Linked DNA regions of Mus musculus: regions 2, 3 and 4 are each linked to region 1. Evidence: chromatin contacts called from public HiChIP or PLAC-seq and promoter capture Hi-C data. All regions are on one chromosome and are shown on one strand. The core of a region is the stretch at or near the end of the contact, and the rest is flanking DNA. Distances in the headings are between cores, read along the strand shown.

Evidence for each region. Promoter capture Hi-C pulls out the DNA fragments that hold promoters and counts their contacts. HiChIP or PLAC-seq counts read pairs in DNA pulled down with a chosen protein or histone mark.
Region 2: a promoter capture Hi-C map of embryonic stem cells shows a contact between it and region 1, with 2.6 times the contacts expected there. The contact joins the promoter of Ap2b1 here to the promoter of Tmem132e in region 1. A contact is called at or near these places in 1 of 39 promoter capture datasets (embryonic stem cells) and 1 of 115 datasets of contacts at active chromatin or transcription factors (embryonic stem cells).
Region 3: a contact with region 1 is called in a promoter capture Hi-C map of embryonic stem cells, with 2.7 times the contacts expected there. The contact joins the promoter of Slfn9 here to the promoter of Tmem132e in region 1. A contact is called at or near these places in 1 of 39 promoter capture datasets (embryonic stem cells), 2 of 484 Hi-C or Micro-C datasets (embryonic stem cells and palatal mesenchyme) and 1 of 115 datasets of contacts at active chromatin or transcription factors (stem cell-derived neural progenitor cells).
Region 4: a contact with region 1 is called in an H3K4me3 HiChIP or PLAC-seq map of embryonic stem cells, with 19 read pairs. The contact joins the promoter of Slfn5 here to the promoter of Tmem132e in region 1. A contact is called at or near these places in 1 of 39 promoter capture datasets (hippocampal neurons), 1 of 484 Hi-C or Micro-C datasets (olfactory sensory neurons) and 5 of 115 datasets of contacts at active chromatin or transcription factors (embryonic hindbrain, embryonic stem cells and stem cell-derived neural progenitor cells).

What each region holds. Positions count from the first base shown.
Region 1 is chr11:82,387,463-82,390,399 of GRCm38.p6, forward strand. Tmem132e (transmembrane protein 132E) reads left to right here and starts at 1,438. Exons shown (of 9, transcript NM_001304439.1): 1 at 1,438-1,651. The coding sequence starts at 1,585.
Region 2 is chr11:83,301,247-83,304,183 of GRCm38.p6, forward strand. Ap2b1 (adaptor-related protein complex 2, beta 1 subunit) reads left to right here and starts at 1,451. Exons shown (of 22, transcript NM_001035854.2): 1 at 1,451-1,591.
Region 3 is chr11:82,990,318-82,993,254 of GRCm38.p6, forward strand. It overlaps Slfn9 (schlafen 9), which reads right to left and starts at 1,513. Exons shown (of 5, transcript NM_172796.2): 1 at 1,271-1,513.
Region 4 is chr11:82,950,585-82,953,521 of GRCm38.p6, forward strand. It overlaps Slfn5 (schlafen 5), which reads left to right and starts at 1,518. Exons shown (of 6, transcript NM_183201.4): 1 at 1,518-1,611. The region is part of intron 1 of Slfn5os (schlafen 5, opposite strand); the gene reads right to left.

The DNA.
Region 1 (2,937 bases), core at 188-2,687:
GCGCCAAGCTGGGCGCCCGCCCGCTACGGTCCTGGTGGGCGCTGGATGCCGGACCGAGGAGGAGGGCAGCGAGCATCAGTGTGTGTGTGTGTCTTTCTTCAACCATTTACCGAGGAGCGCCGTGGAGGTGGCAGCGACTGCTTCGGTCAACTGTGGCTCCCCCGCCTCTTTTTTTTTTCCTCTGGTCCTTGATTCTTCTTCTTCCCCAACCCCACGTCCAAGGAGAGCTGGACCCCTATCGGCATCTCTATCTTTTCTAGGCCGCCTAGGTACCCGCTGCTGCCTCTCCGGCCAGGGGCTGCGCAGGTGCGGTTGCCTTAGCCCACTGGCCGCGCTCCCGCTTCTTGCCACCCGTAGCTGGGACTGGAGCGGCGATCTACTCGCCCAGACTGACTCCGAAAGAGCGACAGCCTGTGCCCTGCCGCACCGAGGCAACGGGCGAGCGGGTGTCCAGGGGCAAGGCGGGGGTGATGGGTAGGACGAGGGATCGGAGACTGTGAACCTCGGAAAAGTTCAAGGTTTGTGTAGGTTCCCCCGGGAAAGCGAGGAGAGGTGTGAGGCGGGGCAAGGTACCCCTGTGCTGAGACAGCGACACCCTACCGGAGAGGAAAGAAAAGGGTAGCCGGTGCTGCCGAGGGCTGACCACCCCATCTCTCATCCTACAACGCTTACGGGCTGGATACTGGAGGAGACGCTCTGGGAAGAAACGGCTCGAGCTGGGGCGCCTTAGCTGGCGCTTCCGCTCCTTCGCTTCTCCTAGCTTCATCTCCATGGGGCAGCGAGTGCCTAGAGCTCCACCCTTGCTCCAGCCACCGAACCCCAGCCTGGCCAGGCGGCGCCGAGTTGGCCTGTGCTAGCGCAGACCCCGGTCGAGACTGGAGAGAGTGCTGGAGTCCAAGACCGAGCACTGCGAAGGGACAAACATCTGGTCCCCCACCTCAGACGTTTCGTCTGGGCGTCGCCTAGGGTGGTGGCGACCCGCGTCGCCTGTCTCATCCCTGCAAGGAAACTTTTCCTTCCCCGGATGGATTAAAGTTGCCTGGATTTTCTCTCTTTGCGAAAGAAATCATCCGTTTCCTCCCGACCTGGGATTTTCCCTACTGCTGCAGGGCGCTTGGGAGAGGAAGAAAGCCGCGCTGTGCATGTGGGGTTACCACCGAAACCGAGGCGATTCGAGTTCGCGTTGGGGTTCTGTACCTACGAGCGAGTACGGATCTGAGCGGCGCGGCGAGGCCAGGGGCTTCGGCACGCGGCCCTCGGCAGCCACCGGGACGTTGGTGGCCACCGGGCCCTGGGACCGCACGTGCGGCTCCCCCCTCTCCTCGCAGATCCTGCAGGGGGCACCAGCCCGGGGAGGTGGAGACTCCTCCCGCCCCGAGCTGCGCCCCCGCCGGCTCCGAGGGTGTAGCCGGTGGTGCCCGGGACGCCCCTCCCCTCAAAGTGTCCCCGAATTGCGCTTTCTGGCCCCCGAAGCCTCAACAGACACAGCTGGGCGCCAGTGAGTTGGAGGCGACCGAGCCCAGCCTGAGACCAATTCGCCGTGGATCTCTACACCCTCGGACCCCTCCTGCCCCCGCTTCGGCCATGGCCCCAGGGATGTCGGGCCGCCGCGGCGCCGCCCTACTCTGCCTCTCTGTGCTGCTCGCCCACGGTAAGTGTCGCGGCGCAGACTCGGGGTGAAGATGCGGCGGGCGCCCCTGGAGGGGGCGCAGAGAGAACCGAAGGAAGGAGCACCTCATCCCAGTGTTCCCCTGGACTCTCCGCCGTCGCTACCAGCACGGTTCCCGGCTGCAGCGGGAGTCCGCTGAGGGGACCGAGGTCGGTCCAGGGGAGATTGGGGCGGGGGGGGGGTAGATTCCTCGGTCTCAGAGTTAGAATTCAGGGAAAAACCCGAGACCCTGGGGGCGTGTCAGCTCACGGATATCTAGAGGGGTGCGAGAGATCAGCTAGGTCGAGTCTCGGGTACCCGGCCGCAGCTCCCCATGCAGCGCGAGGGGCTGGGGACCACTGGGACCGGCGAGATCGCGGCTTCCGGGCCCGGCGCGCAGGCGGGTGCGGGCCGTGCCGCCGGCTGTCTGGCTTCCTGCGGCGGGCCTAGGACAGGGACGCGCACGGTTGGGGCCCGGGAGGCTTGTGAGCAGCATCTCAATGGCCGGCCGGCTCGCAGAGCAAGTCGGGCGGGGGTCTGGGCAGCGGGCGCGGGCCGGGAGACTGGCGGCGCGCGAAGGCAGCGGGGCCGCGCTCCAGCGTTCTGCAATCTGTTGCGTCTGCTCCCCAGGCTCGCCCTGGGCTCTGGGCTCTGCCGGAAAGGGGTGACGGAGGGAGGAACCCGGGGATGGTGCGCCCCAGCAGTGAGATGGGGGATATGAAGGTTGGAGGCAGGGGGTAGTAGGACAACCTCCCCCACCCAGAGTGGGAACTCAAGATGAGCCAGGAGGGCGCTGCGGCGGGCTTCCGCAAGCTGGAGATGCTCCAGGAGGAGAGGGGCGCAAACCTAAACGAGAGAAAGGGAGCTGTGGAAGCAAGGGGGCAGGGGCGGCGGGGAAGCGGCCCTCTGCTGCGCCCAAGTGAAACCAGCTGACCCGGGACAATTCCCCAACCAGCAAAGGACTAGCTAGGGATATAAGACTCTGATGCCCCACTCCCGAGAGGGTGAGCCAAGGACAGAATTGGAGAAGGCCTTAGTGGAGCGAGCCATCTGGATGTTTGAGAGAACCGTCCGTTTGTAGTGGTCAGCTTTTGCCCGAATCTGTGCAGTCCCTGGCAGCCTGATTTGAGTGTGCTGTGAACCTCCCCACGGTCTCTTAATTCGTTTTTGCTCCGCAACGAACCCCCCTCCGCGCCCCTCGCCCCGAGTAGGGTGTATTTTCAAGGTTGAAAGAGTAAAGAGAAAGTGGTCTCAAGGAATCATAGGGCCCAAGAGCTAGGAGGCAGAAG
Region 2 (2,937 bases), core at 201-2,700, 910 kb after region 1:
TAATAGAAGGCACATGATTAACCTTTCTATTAGAAGGCATTAAAGGCTAAGCCTGACCATCAGGTTTGGAGATCTTAAGTATATATTAAATGTAAGTTACATAGGAAATTATTTAATAGATGCTCAGTAAATAAATGTAATTGGGTTAAGTCATCTGTTTTGTTTTTCAAAGACAGTTTTCTGTGTAGCCCGGGCTGTCCAGGAATTCACATTGTAGACCAGGCTGGCCTTGAACTCACAAAGATCAACTTACCTCTGCCTCTTGATTGCTGAGGTTAAAGGCTTGTGCCACCACACCCAGTTGCCTTGAGTTTTTTGTTTTTAATATATAAAGATTTATTTTTTTTTTTTAATGTACACAAGTACACTGTAGCTGCCTTCAGACACCAGAAGAGGGCATCAGATCCCATTACAGATGGTTGTGACCCATCATGGGATTGCCTGGGAATTGAACTCAAGACCTCTGGAAGAGCAGCCAGTGCTCTTAAACACTGAGTCATCTCTCCAGTCCTACCATGAGTTTTTTAAGTTTCAAATCTGGCGGCTGGAGAGATGGTTCAGTGGTTAAGATCACTAGCTGCTCTTTCAAAGGACCTGGATTTTGTTACCAGCTCCCGCATAGCAGCTCACAGCTGTCTGAAATTCCAGTTCCAGGGGAACACTCTCTCACATACATACATGCAGGCAAAACACCAATGCACATTAAAAAACAAAATGAAAAAAAAAAGATTGTTCAATAGTAGAGTGAGGGGTGCCTGGTTAGAAGCACCACTAAGCCTTGGAGTCTAGGTATATAGATAGAGAAGTTCAAAGTGCTCTAGAGGCAGAAAGAAGCAAGAGGGCTTAGTTTTAGGCTTGTCTGAGTTACACAGCCCGACGTTGGTCTTTCTTTTCTTTTGAAGCTGGACATGGTAACTAAACGCCTGTACCAGTTTATAGTTTCCTAATGAAACCTGTATCCACAACCTGTTTTAGGTACCTTATACCACTCAAGCCTAAGGGCGGGGCAGGAAGGGGGCGCTAATAAGTTTCTCCAGTCTTGTTCAATGTAGGGATTCAAACTCAGATCTGAATGCTTCTTAGCCATCTTTGAGTCGCCGTCTCCTAGTTCATCCGTCCGTCTGTAGTCCTGGTTTCTATCACCTCTATGGGCTTCTTAACCTTACAAGCAAATTAGCTGAGGTTTGTGTTTGAGCAAATAGGATATCTCACACAGGTTTCACAAAAATCTTGTTCACGGGAATAAATCCCGAAAATACCCACTTATTGAAGATATCCGGTGGGAAAGCAACTGCGGGTCTCCTGAGTGTATAGGCAACTGCCCTATCCCTGAGACAGGGAAACCTTTCCGTTGCTGAGGCGACAGACACGACCTGGCCGTTTGGTTCTCCCGCGCACCCAGATGACGTCAGGCGGCGAGATTCTCTTACGCCAAAGCTTCCGGCTCACCATCTTTGTCCCTGGCAAATTGGGTTTTGCGCAGTGGCTTAGATCTAGAGAGAATCGTGACGGGCAGGAAACCATTACACCACCACCCCGGCTGTGCTCTCCGACTGCCGCCGCCGCCGCCGCCACCCCGCCCTTGCCTCCGGTGAGTTCAAGGCGGCTGGCTTTGGGGTGTGCCCTGACTGACTCGCGGTGCTTGTGAGGGAGGGGAGCCCCAAGCCGGGTCATAGGCTCAGGAGGAAAGGAGAGCCGAGGAGCGTGACGGTTGAGGGTGGAAGGAGTCCTCGGGTGTGACCGTTGTGAGGGAAAAGCTGGGAGAAAGTGCCTCCATCGTAGTGACCGTGGTGGCCTGGGGCTGCGCTCCGGTGTAGCAGCGGGAGTTGGGGGCTTCGGAGCGAAGCAAGGTTCCGAAGACCGGCTTGGGGAAGGCTCAGGCCAGGGGTGTGGCCGCTGGAGGCCGAGGGAGAACCACCCAGCTCTCCCGTTTGACATCTGTTCATTGAGAAAGAAGCTCCGACGTGTCTCCACGACTAGGGAGAAGGGATTCCCGCGACCGTTTGGTCACTGAAACCTCTCTTGTCGCACGTATTTGGGGTTAAGAGGCATCTCTCCTTACCTAGTGAAAATTGGACAGATTTCTTGACCTGGGGAAGTGGATAAAGAGAATGGGGACTAACTGTACTTCGAGGAAGGAAGGAGAAACCTGCATAATTGAGGCCACCCCCACCCTCTGTGTAAGAGGGGAAAATAAATCTTAGCATGGAATTTTGTTTTTCTTTTTTTTTTCCCCCCTCCCTATATTCCCTGGGGTTATCAGGAGCAGTCTAGTTTGGGCAAGGCTGTAAATTCTACTAGAAGTGAAAAAAAAAAAACAAAACAAAACCCTGGAATTTCCTGCTATTTCTTTATTCTTTGAATTCACAGGATGTATTAGCTTTTTGAGCAGCCCTCTTTTTAGGAGAAGGCTCTTATTAAACTCAAGCAATTTAGTTATGAAGCAGTGTGAATGTGTCATGGATGCTTCGCTGAATTTTTTTACTTTTAGAAGGGAGATTTTTTTTTCTTTTATTTTAGTGGCCAAACTTTTTTTTTTTTTTTGCAACCTTTGTGGTTTAAAAGACAAAGAACACACTGTAAGCTCAGTAAGGCTAGTGACTAAGAAGGAAGGTGGTCTCTTAGAGAGGAACAATTTAAATTATTAACTGCTCTCCTGTGCAGTTCACTGCTTAGCCTTAGGGTGCACTTACAAGGTAATAATAGAAAGCGGCAGGTGAAGTAGGTGCAGCCATCGGTAACACATTCCAGTGATGACTAAGTGAGGCGGGCGGGCATGTAAACTGAGAACTGAGTAGGTGCCTTGCAGGGTAGACTCCCTGAGAAAGAGAGGGGAGTGTGCGCTGCAAACAGCTCAGTCAAGTTGTGTGGTAAATTAAAACAGAGTAAATATCCTGATGAATTAAGATCAGAGAGGTCCCTCGCATCCTTTTCTTC
Region 3 (2,937 bases), core at 263-2,762, 600 kb after region 1:
GTGATCCTGTCTCCCTTACACAACCATATAAACAGTCGGTGGAAGATTAGGCCTCTGATGACTGTGTGTAGAAAGTAAGAGTGGAACACACAAGGCACTAGAAGGGCTGGGGCAGTATACTGGGCAAAACAAATTGGGACTGGCCATCTTAGGCGGAATCAGGACAGAAAGGAAACAGGCTTTAGAAGGTGTGCTAGTTGGGAAACTGAAATCCCCGGATTTTAGGCTCTTTTCCATAGCTTCTGGATTATAAACCCTGGGTTAGATAGTAGCAATTATATTTCTGCCTCTTGGCTCCTTGCTCAGTTAAAGACAGTATCTTAGAGAGAGAGGGGTCGCTCAGTGGCATCTACAGAATCCCTTTCAACATTGTCATTTCAAGCTGTACCTTGGGGCCTAAAGCTTGTACTCTAACTTGCACCTACTAAGAGTAACAGGCTCTACCAGCTCAGAGACTTCCTGTTGAGATTGCCAGCCAGAGCAAGCTAGAGTGACAGAGACAGCCTCCCTCCCCCATCCCTTCACCCATCTGGGTCCCCCTTCTCCTGTGCTGGGCTGGTCAGTCTCTCACCCACTGGAATCATCCCCTTTCACTCCCAGGCCCCTCCAGTCCTCAGCACCTACTTTTAAAGGAACGTGTCGCCAAGTCTGAGAAAATATCCGGGTCTTCAGACAGGAGAGACACAGTGGTGCCACCCTGGCTTCTGGGCTGCTCAGGTTCCAGTTCTGGTGTGCTGGACCTCGGGGAAGGTGGAGGGGAGCTGAGGGTCTCACCAGGTCCTGGTCGCTCCGGATCCCAGAGCGCAGAGCGCGCGGAGGTGGCGTGGAATTCCCGCCTTTCCTTTTCACTGCCTGACTCTCCACCCACCCTCTCCCGCCCGCGGGCAGAGACCAATAGGAAGCCTTCTAAATACCGGGAAGCTTGAAACTCATATGTGCTTAATAAACTAAACTTTAATAATTCTGAACCTTAGCCATATTGGGCGTTCGGATTGTTCTTGGTGTTTTTAGTTTCTTTTGGTATCTGCTTTCTCCCCACTTCTTTCTTCCTCCTTCCTCCTAGCTCTTCCTATATCCCAGTGTTCTGTCACCGGCCCAAGTGTACCTATTTACCAACTAATTTATGGAATCTATTCATACGAATTACACAAGACAGCATAAAACTTGTTCGAAAGGAGATAAGCTCTTCTCCAGGCCCTTTCCTCTGGCACCGGGCCACCCTTCTGTCCCTGGCTCCCTTGAAGGTCGCAGCTCTGTGGCTCTCACTCACCACTTTCATTTTGTGAGAAAAGACTTTTGATCGCTGTTCCCTGGCCGGCTGGGAAAGCAGAATTTAGAAACAGGCAGGAATGTAAGTCTCCCTTTCCTTCCCGAACTCAGCCTCCGGCCCAGAATCTTCTGGTCTGTGGCCAGGTGGTGTTTCATTTGTGGACTGGTCGCCTGTCTGTGAGGTTCAGAGGAGCAGCCCCGGGTCTAGCATGGGTTTGGCTAGCAGTGGTCACAGCGAATTGGCTCAATTCTTCTAGTGGTTGGGTTACTTGTTTTTGGGAAAACGAAACTGCTCGGATTTTCTGGCCGGCTGCAGGCATGCTGCCAGACTGAGCTCACTGCTGGTTTTGATGAATCTGTCTTGCTGCCCTTTTTCCAGATAAGCCCCCATCCTTGGCTGTGGGCGGCTTCCTCCCTATAGCAAGAACTTACAGCCTTCTCAGCCTGAGGGGGTTCCCTGCTGTGGAAGGGCTGTTGAAGGAGCTCAGATTCATGCTGGTCTGGGGGAAGCAGAGTGAGAGTGAAGCTTTTGTGAGGATCTCACCTCCTGAGCTCAGAGTTGAGAACTAACCACTGTTAACCCCTGGTACTTGCAGATCTTCATCTGTTCTGTGTTCCTACTGCATGTACACTTGTTACACATGGTTAACACCGTTAACTGCATCAGGATGTGTATTCTAGTTAAAAACCTGTTTTTCCATGGTTCCAAACTTCCCCTTTCAGTATATTTTCTTACCACCATAGTCCTTTTTCTTTAAAATTCTAATTTTCCAGATTGTACAGTGTTGAATGAAAAAGACTGTCATCCTAGAATTCAATACACACTGTCAACCTAGAATTCAACACACACACACACACACACACACACACACACACACACACACACACACACCACTTCACCTAGTGGATAGAAACTAATGATGTCCTTTTCTGGTGAAACAAAACAATTCAGCAAGGGCTTGGTCACCAGGAGACCTTTGTCACAAAAAATGTTAAAGGCTGATGGAAATTTGTACCAGAGTAACACTTAGAGTCACATGAATAAAACCAGTACTACAGGAGTAATTAAGTGAATATTAAAAGGTAATTTATCTTTTTCAGTGTTCAAAAATTACTGAAAAGATAAAGATACAACTATATTATGGTGCTTATAAAATGTAGAAATACAAAACTGTGATAATTACGGGGGCTGGGAAGATGGCTCAGAGACTCTGAGCACACTCTTGTGGTTGACCTGGGTTTGAGTCCCAACACCCACCTTTGGCTCAGGGACCCCGTAACTCCAGTTCCAGGGAGTCAATGTCATTGGCCATGTTGAACACTTGCTCTCAGATGCATGTACCCTCCTGTACTGGCTAGTTTTGTGTCAACTTGACACAGCTAGAGTTATCACAGAGAAAGGAACTTCAGTTGAGGAAATGCCTCCATGAGATCCAACTGTAAGGCATTTCCTCAATTAGTGATCAAGGGGGAAAGGCCCCTTGTGGGTGGGACCATCTCTGGGCTGGCAGTCTTAGGTTCTATAAGAGAGCAGGCTGAGCAAGCCAGGAAAAGCCAGCCAGTAAAGAACATCCCTCCATGGCCTCTGCATCAGCTCCTGCTTTCTGACTTGCTTGAGTTCCAGTCCTGACTTCCTTTGGTGAGGAACAGCAGTATGGAAGTGTAAGC
Region 4 (2,937 bases), core at 268-2,767, 560 kb after region 1:
TGGCCCACCATCTTGGCCTATTTGGTGAGTTCAATGAAAGAGCCTGTCTCAAAACGAGGCAGAAGGTGTTTACAGAAGGGCAGATGAACTGTCTGTCCTCTGGCCTTCTTGTATAAACATGCATGTGCATGTATAGCTGTACATGTGTGTGTACCTGCACACACATGGACACATATGGAGAGTGAGAAATGTATCTTTGCTTAAAGGGGAATATTATATACCAGTTATCTGGATTTCAAAGAAGAAATGTAAAAAGGCTGACCAGGCTTTATGCTTCTGGCTGCTATGAAAGGGTGTGGTCGCCAGGTCCCAGTCCCCGTGCCTTCTCCACCCCCTCCCCCCATGAGTCACAAGGCTACAGAATCCAACATGAATCTCTCTGTGACACCCTTGGGCTTTTCTGGACTTACTGACTGCAGCCTCCAACTGTGTTGACTGCAGGAGAAGGGAAAGTGCTGGCAGCTGAGTCTCTAACTAATAGAGAGATTATTAATGGCTTTAAATCTCTTTAACAGCACCCCTCCCCCTTTCCGCTTCCTTTAGCTTGCTTCTTTAGTCTGTTGGGGAGGAGGGAACCTGATTTGTTCCCCCAGCTCCAGGGGTTCTGGGGGTATCCATGCCTGAGTTGTAAAGAGTTAAGAGAAATATGTACTCGCCAGAACATTAAGAAGCGCAAAGAAGGGCAGGAGAGGACAGTTGGCTCCAGGACTGGAGGAATGCTTAGGGTCGGGAAATCTAGGCTGGAGTTAGCCCCCTGGGAGCTCAGTCCTTTTCCGCCTCCACCCTCACTCCCAGTTGCAGCATATCCTGCTCTGGATCCTTTCGAACTACCCTGTCCCCCCCTTCAGCCCCCAAGCAGCAACTTGTTCTGCAGGAAACCGCGCCTGGAGGGTAAAGGTAGAGGAAAGCAGGGCGGGGGTGGGACGCGGGGGATATCAACAATCTGGAACGTTTGGGGAAGTGGAGATAAAGGAGGGCCAAAAAATGGGAATGGGTGGGTAGGGGAGTCGGGGGTGGGGGACTTTTGGGATAGCATTGGAAATGTAATTGAAGAAAATACGTAATAAAAAAAAAAAAAAGGAGGGCTTTAATTTTCTGCCTCTTGTTTTTCCAGGTGCCTCCACCGACCCATCATCCTGAAGATCGCTGTCCTTGGTAAGCTGAAGATCTTGCTGTGAGGATTCCAGCAGAAACCAGGGAAACTGAGGGACTTTCAGGCACCGAGGAGAGGGACCCTGGAGCAGTGGAGTCTGAAGGGTCCCGTGAAGGGTCAAGTAGGGTCGGGGAGGTTTGGGGGACATGGGATTGTGCCAGGTTTCCTTCCCTGAGTGGCCGTAAGAACTATTAACGCCCCTTCAAAGTGAAAAAGAAAAAAAAAAAAGCTCTTCTCTTTCTTAAAGTTAACTGAGGTTACTGGAAGCACTGGGGTTTCCTGGTCCATGGAACAGGACTGCTTTCTGCAGATTGCCCCGCCCCATGCGATGTCACTGCGCTCAGCTGATTTAAGGACAAGAGCACACAGGGTAGAGGTCTCCACTCTGGACCCAGGACATCAGCTCTGATTCCAGGAGACGGGGCGCCCTGCGGGCTGCGGAGGACAGACTCCGGCGGGTAACGGGTTCCTCTTAGTCTTTTGCACAAGTTTTTTTATCAGATCCAGGGTCATCAGGTTCCCCCGCGAGGTTGTGGGGAGGCAGGGTGCCGCGCCTGAATTCCAGAGTTCGCTTCCTATAACCTGTGGTAACATCCATGGATAGCCGGCTGGGAAGCATCTGGGGCCCATAGGCTTAGGCGGCAGAGGGCCGGAGGTGTTGAAGGCTTGGGAAGGGAAGTCCCGGGGAAGGTGGCCGAGTGAGGAGAGGGACCTATCTCGGGGAGGAGACGAGAAGTGTCCGGTCTATCACCAGAGTCACCTTTAAACCTCTGGCTTGGTGCCTACAGAGCCCAGTGTCTGTGATAACTGATAACGCGGTTAACAACAATTCAGTGGGCAGACCAAAGAAGCAGGTCTGCAAAGCATGATTCTGTGACTTTGTTTCCCTTTAAACAGGGTGGTTCTGAAAGCAGAAGTGGCAGGGGAAGTGATCAGAGAGATGAAAGCACTTGGTAGTAGCTCCTCAGGTCCTAGGGTTGGGGTGAGGTGGTTGCTCGTGGTTCAGAGGCAAGGCCCTAAGAGGAAGTGGGTGTACTGTCTGAAGTTCTCCAAAGCTGGGTTTGTCGTGCCTGGGAAATAGAAACTGATCCCTAATGTGTGTGTGTGTGTGTGTGTGTGTGTGTGTGTGTGTGTGTGTGTGTGTGTGTGGTGGGGAAGTGGGAGAGGGGAATAGGCAGGAACTGAGGGTTTCTGTGTCTGAACCTATGGCAGAGCAGTGACTTAGTGCCACAGCACGCTGAACCGGATGGAAGGGTTTAAATGCCAGAAGACATTTAAACTTTAAATGCCTCTATCTTTGTGAAAGTGAAAGAAGAGACTGACATGGCTGTGGATTTTCCAGATGGGATAGGAGTTCTGCCAATCAGAAAGCAGAACTCCATTTCTGAATTATTGACATAGCAGGAGGACTTTCAGGAGTCGCTGCTGGACCCAAAAGGCAGTCTCTACATTCTAATGTCTTTGTTGGTGAAAATATGAAACAAAACGAAAAACTACTCTCAAACTTCTCGAGGGTATTACTTCCTGCTCTTATGTAACTGCAAGGGAGGAGAGGAGGTGTCTTTTAAATTGTGCACAGTTTGTAAAGCCCACTGTTCTCCTCAGCACACAGTAGGTTTTCACTGAGAGGGCACTTGGTGGATCTAAGAAGTCTAGACTTATAACAAGCAAGGGAGAAGGAAAACAAAGATTAGAGGCATCTAAAAGTCTTAAAATGCCAGGTGAGACCCACACCCGTTAGTCCCAGCACTGGAAAGACAGTCGCAGGTGGATCTCCAGAAGTT